Linked DNA regions of Rattus norvegicus: region 1 is linked to region 2. The links are chromatin contacts, called in public Hi-C maps. All regions are on one chromosome and are shown on one strand. The core of a region is the stretch at or near the end of the contact, and the rest is flanking DNA. Distances in the headings are between cores, read along the strand shown. Region 1 holds the start of Rbms1 (RNA binding motif, single stranded interacting protein 1). Region 2 overlaps Rbms1 (RNA binding motif, single stranded interacting protein 1).

What was found. A called contact is a pair of places that touch in the nucleus more often than the background predicts.
Region 1: a Hi-C map of Schwann cells shows a contact between it and region 2, with 6 times the contacts expected there. The contact joins the promoter of Rbms1 here to the enhancer-like site in region 2. A contact is called at or near these places in 5 of 12 Hi-C or Micro-C datasets (the A7r5 cell line, the Rat2 cell line, Schwann cells and 2 more).

The regions. Positions count from the first base shown.
Region 1 is chr3:65,827,693-65,830,890 of GRCr8, forward strand. It overlaps Rbms1 (RNA binding motif, single stranded interacting protein 1), which reads right to left and starts at 1,321. Exons shown (of 14, transcript NM_001012184.1): 1 at 808-1,321. The coding sequence starts at 882.
Region 2 is chr3:65,740,663-65,743,996 of GRCr8, forward strand. The region is part of intron 1 of Rbms1 (RNA binding motif, single stranded interacting protein 1); the gene reads right to left. Among named protein-coding and RNA genes, the nearest start is that of Rbms1, 87 kb to the right of the region's middle. Within about 2 kb of position 1,624, at least 25 of the 93 cell types and tissues checked have an H3K27ac peak or open chromatin away from gene starts, as enhancers often do. A contact at or near this core is called in the A7r5 cell line and Schwann cells, where this site is marked.

The DNA of each region.
Region 1 (3,198 bases), core at 71-2,570, 87 kb after region 2:
AAATCACTCTCTGGTACACACTCAAGGCGGTTTAAAAACAACAACCAAAAAGGAAAAGTAAATACAAAGTCACTTCTTTTTATGCATCGAAATCTGTCCATTGTCCCTCCCATGTAAAAGCTACAGAGAAGATTAAAGGGGATATCAATGAATGCAGAGTGAACTTTGGCCACTTCTCTACCCAAAACACCAGCGTAAAAGTGGAAATCAGTAACCAGGTGAAGTGCCACACCGCACAAAGATCAGAGGCGAGGGGCGGGCGCACAGGGCCCAAGGCGGGGAGGAGACCGTCCCGGCCCCCTCCAGCCACCTTCGTCGCGCGCGCGGGAGCTGGAGGGTAGTCCTGTGGGGCGGGGCGGGGCGGGGCGGGGCGGGGGGCTGCGCGCCACTCAAGGGGACCCCACAGTTACTGCCCGCAGGGCGAGGCCCTGGAGAGGTCTGAAAGCCGTGCCGCCAGCAGGTCCTGCCGCGGGCCCCAAGCATCGGCCGGCCGCCAGCCCGGGCTGGACGAGGGGGAGCCGTGAGGCCGCGAGACCCTTTCCTCCTCGCCGGCCAGGAAGGGGCCAGCGGTCCTTTCCTGTCTAGTCGCTCCCCCCCGCTACTCTCTGTAACCCGATCGCCGCGATCGGCTCCCCGGGAAGCCGCCGCCCCGCGCACAGCCTGGCTCTGCCCAGGCCAGCGCTATAGTTAGCAACCCCAGCACTTGTGCCCAGAGGCGGGAGGGTCGCCGTGCGCCCCTCCCCAGCCCGGCCCGGCGCGCGCCTCCGCGGTCCCCTCCTTTGGCGACCCTTCCCCGCGCCTCCTTACCTTGGCTTGCAGATACTGGGGGTAGTAATAGGTGGCGTACTGAGGGTACATCTGTTGTTTCCACACTTTGCCCATGAAGCTGGAAGGAAGCCTGCCGTGCAGGGTCGAAGACACTTTAGGTTTTCCAAGTCCCGATCTCTTTCTCCTGCCTCTCCCTTTCCGGAGGCGGCGGCGGCGGCTGCCTCGGCGGCTGCTGCTGCCACTGCTCCACCTCCCAACCGGGACCAGACGACGTCCTCCTCCTCCACCTCCTCCTCCTCCTTCTGCTCTTCCTCCTCCTCCTTCTCCTCCTCCTCCTTCCAGGCAGACAGAAAGACACTGCAGAGCGCAGAGGACACCCCGGACAGGGCGCTCCCAAGGAGTTTCCTCTGGGAGCCCGACTGTGCCCGAGCTGCCAAGGGCTGGCGCTCTGGCCGCGCTGCGCTCCGGGAGCAGGCTGAGCCCAGCTACGAGTGATCAATACAAGTGGAAAGTACGGCGGCGGCGGCGGCTGCGCTTGGTGCCAGGCGGCATCTGGGGTGGGTGCGCCCGACAGCGAGAGGGGAGAGGGGCTGGCTGCCGAGGCCGCGGGGGAAGGGCGGCCGGGGGCGGGGCTTGGGCGCCGCCGAGCCCGGGACCCGCTGGAGGTGAGGGCTGACTTTCCACCACTCCTCACCTCCTAGGCTCTCAAGAGGACGCACAGAATCTCTGGGAGCGGCGATCGCTTTGTGTCCAGGGTGGGAATAGGTTTGGTAGACCCTGCTTAATAACTGCCGAGAAGGCACCTCTAGCTTTCCTGAGTTTTTAATCTTCGTAAGTGGGGGAGGGAGGGAGGGAAAGAGGGAAAGAGGAAATCTGATTAATCTCTCACTTCCCCCAAATTCCCGGACCGGTGATTTTTTTTTTCTCCCCACAAAGGAAAATGCTTTAATGTCCAATCACAAAGCTGGAGCCAGGACACCTGGGTTCTGTTCCACCCACACACCAGGTCACAGCACTAATTTTCTAAGTGACCTTGGGAAGGTTAGTGTCCTTCGGTTTGGTTTTCCCAGATGTGAAACCATGCTCTTTGCGTGTACACACACACACACAAACACACACACACACACAAACACACACACACACACAAACACACACACACACACACACACACCAAACTAGCGGGTCCTTCTAAGGGAAAGATGCCAAAAAGAGGAAGAATGTTATTAGAGGACACAATATAGACATCAGTTTCTCCCTGCCTTTTCTAATGCTGCCAGACAGTCTGTCAACTCCCACTCAGGAGCAAGGAAACTCCCTGAGTTTGGAATATTTTAAGGCCATTTTGAAAGTCACGCTGGCATATTGTTGCAGTGTGTTTCAGTGACACATAAAATCAATCTCCCTTTCTGCTTCTCTCCGTCTCCTAATTGTCTCAGCTCTAGACAGCCCCAGACGAGCAGCGGTTCAGTTCACTACATAACTGGATATAATTTAATGGAGTTAATTGGTCCCTGAAGTTGCCTGCAGAAGACTTTTATATTCTAGCTAAAAAAGAGACAATATGAGATGTACAATAGGATGGGGAAGAGAATGTCCCTAAGTTGATGTCCTTGCCCGGCTGATAAAAGACTAGGAGAAAAACATTTATTGAATCGAACTCGGTTGCTTTGTTTTGTTTTCTTGTTTTTTGTTTGTTTGGTTTTGGTTTTTGGTCACTTCTCAGTGCAAGGTAAATCCAGTCAAACAGGAATGCATGATTTTCTTCAGTAATCAGATCTTTATATGATTATATTTTAAGACAGGCTTTAAAAATGATAAACACAGTGGGCTGGAACCCTTATCTTTATATGATTTAGACAAGTTTCTGGGCTGTACATTTTTTCTTGAAAAAAATAAAATAAAATAGTTGTAGTTCATGTGAAGACAATTTGGACACGTCAGGAGGTGACTCGTGTACTTCCTCATTCATCGATACAGAATCTCACGAGGAAATTAGATTTACTGAGTTTCTGTCACATGCTGGGCACTGTGGAGATTAATGCCAACCTGCAGGTTAGAGTGGTCCAGTGTCTGACGAGGTGAGCTGAAAGTGTTCCTCATATTGCTTCCATACGAGAGTGCTTTGGTTCTTAAGTAACGAAGTCACTAGCATGCTGTGTGTGTGGGGGGGGGGGGGACCCAGAGAGTCTAGGAATAATGGTTTGGAAGGGGTGACTGACTGAAGAGAAATAAGTTGAGAAAGAACTCAGTCTAGGTTTGGACACAGGAAATTGCCAGAGTGAGAGAGACTGTTCTGCTTACTATTTTTTTTTCTCCTGGATGATGAAAATCCAGTCCATTTCCAAGAGCCCAAAAGCAGACCCAGACATATATGGAGGTTTGATTTATGACTGAGCCAGTGTTACAGGGCAGTGGGCAAAGAATGAACTT
Region 2 (3,334 bases), core at 374-2,873:
TCTCCATAAAACTCACAGGATATCTGCCCCTTAAAAGATTACAGCATAGCTCATCTATGAGACAGCGAGGACACCAGAACTGTTTTCTACTACTCCATGCATTTGGTTGTCTGGCGTGACCTGTTGTCTCTTCTCACTATGACCCAGCACAAATACAAAGTGGACAGTTTTAGTTCCAACTGTTAAGTTGAAGATGCCTTTTCCTGAGGACTCAAGACACACCCAGCCCCCTGCACCGTTTCCACGATTCCCCCGAGTCATCTATAGAAAAAGCCAGTGCACAACCTCAGTTGTCCTGACTGGTCTCTTAGGAAACCACAATTGAAACCACAGAAAAACAGCATTAATTTTTTTTTATGGCTTTCCTCTCAAATCATGATGCACTTGTTGGGTCATAACCCATTGGATACTGTGCTATTCCAAAATGCTAACACTCGATTGGATGTCTGATAATAGTTCTCTAGAGATTAGAAAAATGTTAAATGATAAGAAATTTTAAAGAGAACAATTCTGATAATAGTAAAATATAAAAAAATCTGAAAGACATTAAAGGGACAGACTTTAAGTCTAAAAAAAATCTAAGAATTAGCATGCTGTTTATAATTTCACATGAAGTGCTTTAAAAAAAAGAAAACACAGACATGTGGTTTGGTTTGGTTTGGTTTTTAAAATGTGAACCTGGGTTCAAAAGTCTCTTACCTAGAAAGCCTTATACAAAGAAGAAAAGATTGGGGGTTGGGGATTTGGCTCGGTGGTAGAGCGCTTGCCTAGCAAGCACAAGGTCCTGGGTTTGAAAAAGAAGAAAGAAGAAGAAGAAGAAGAAGAAGAAGAAGAAGAAGAAGAAGAAGAAGAAGAAGAAGAAGAAGAAGAAGAAGAAGAAGAAGAAGAAGAAGAAGAAGAAGAAGAAGAAGAAGAAGAAGAAGGAAGAAGAAAGAAGAAAGAAGAAGAAGAAGAAGAAGAAGAAGAAGAAGAAGAAGAAGAAGAAGAAGAAGAAGAAGAAGAAGAAGAAGAAGAAGAAAAGATTGATATTCCATCCTCAAAATGGGATCATCAAAACACAAAAATTCAAACTTAGGGAAATAACAGGAATGCCAAACTCCATGTATAACATATATGATCAATTATAGACAATCCGTGAGCAATTGTAGGTATGGAGTCTACTGAAGCTCATCTAGAAAAGTCCACTTTCACTGTTGTTAATTTGGGAAAAGGCTTATTTTTAAACAGAAATAAAAGGAACTGTCCAGAGAGACCACAAGCTGTTGGGGGGAAATTCAGCACTGTGGAGTCTTGCCCTCTTGGCAAGGAAACTGAGACTACAGTAGCATGTGTGCCCCTCCCTCCTCCCCCACCCTCAGTCCTAGGTGAAGCTGTGGGAACCTGACCCAGGGGCAGTCACTTTACAGACTGGCCAGTGACCTATGATCTGGGTGGGATTGAAAACATGAGCTCGCCAATCTGATTCTCACCCTTGGGAATCTGATTCACAAAACTCCAAGGGCTGAACCAGTTAGGAAAGGGACAGAAACGGCAAGAGTTGCCTGGGGGTAGAGAGGAGGCCACAACAGGCCAAAACCATATGCCGAGCCAAGCTTATGAGGAAGCAGAAGCTATGAGTAAACAGGAAGCTGACTGGCAGCAGGCGGGAGAACGGCAGTGCAGACACCGGGAGCCCTGAGCACTTGGTGAGAGATGATGGAGGGAACTGCTGACCCTAGAGAGATTTTGGCTCTTCAGAAGAGCGGCGGCCCTCAGACACTGTGTATATACTTAAGCCACAGCCCTGGTTAGACCAGTTGAAAGAGTTTCTTGTCTCATTAACACAAGAGACAAAATGAAGGCAGAGCCAAGCAAGCTCAACTCCATGTTTCAGTTCCCCGCTTACTCCACACATGATCTGGGGCAAGTTAGTTGCAGCCCACATTGTCCTCCCAGTACAGTGTTCTATCAAAAAGGTTCCAGGCTCACTAAATGGAGCTGTTAGTGTTGCCTTCCAGGCTTTATAGCAGAGGGGCTAGTCTAATATCTCACACATGCATAGTAAGTGTGGAAGGCCATCAAAGGACTGAAGGGAGGGCACATTGGTACTCCGTGGCAAGTAATAAGTATATCTAGCTAGGAGAAGGACATTTGCCTTTTTCTTTCTTTCTTTCTTTTTTTAAAGATTAACTTATTTTTTATATAAGTAAACTGCAGCTGTCTTCAGACACACCAGAAGAGGATGTCAGATCCCGTTACAGATGGTTGTGAGCCACCATGTGGTTGCTGGGAATTGAACTCAGGACCTCTGGAAGGGCAGTCAGTGCTCCTAACCACTGAGTCATCTCTCCAGCCTCAGAAGGGGACATTTTCAATACCCATTTGTTGAATGACTGAACGAACATGCTCTAGAAGGCTATCTAACCACCGATAAAAGCAACAAGGAAAGAAAACAGTTTGATGAAGGGTCTGTTTCAAGAGTTTAGATACATTGAAGAGTTTTCTCTATTGTTCTCCAGCCTCCTTTTAAGAAACCATCTATTAGAACAGAGCCATTTCATGTGTAGGAATATTGAGCAGTACCCAAGATCATCCTGTGGGTCAGGCAAAGTATACACACAAGGATAATAACAATGGGGCAGGCGGAACAAGCAGAAGCCTGTGTGCTAGTAGGGGAGATGAGACACAGGTAATGATGCCTTCCAGTGATAGCAAAGAGCTTGTAGGACTGGAATGTAAGGCTGTGACATTAGATGACATTCCTCCTTCACAAACAGTCCTAAAACAAGACTGGGTTTTCATGTTTCATTTTCATAGGGACTCTCTGAGAGTAGAGGGGTTATAAGGCTCATGGTGCTGAGTGAGGAGCAAGGGAAAGGTAAGAAAAACTGACTTGGCTACCTATTGGGGGTTGAGTGTCCTAAGGAATACCAGAGTAGTGTTAAAAGTTGAGGCCTGGGTAGGGTTCAAAGACTGAGTCCTGCACTCTCTCAAGATCTGTGATGTTGCATCTCAAGTACCTAGGTACGTTATCAGTAACCCCTGCAACAGTAATGCAAAGACTTCAGCGGTAACTGGTCAAGCAGTCTAGACTGCAATGTGCTGTGGAAGTCCACAGCCGGGGAGACCAATGTAGGATATAGTATGGGTGTGGGATGCTCAGCTCTATAAATGTTTTGTTCATGTTCAGAAGAGAGCACTGTGCAGAAGACCAGGAAACCAGACCTAGACATGGTAGGCAGAAGGTGGAAATGTGGGGCGGTGAAAGCTGGGGAAGAGTCAAACCCCAAGGATTCCTCTCATGAAACATTCTAATATCCACACTATTGAACCTCTTCAATAGAATCTAACCAAT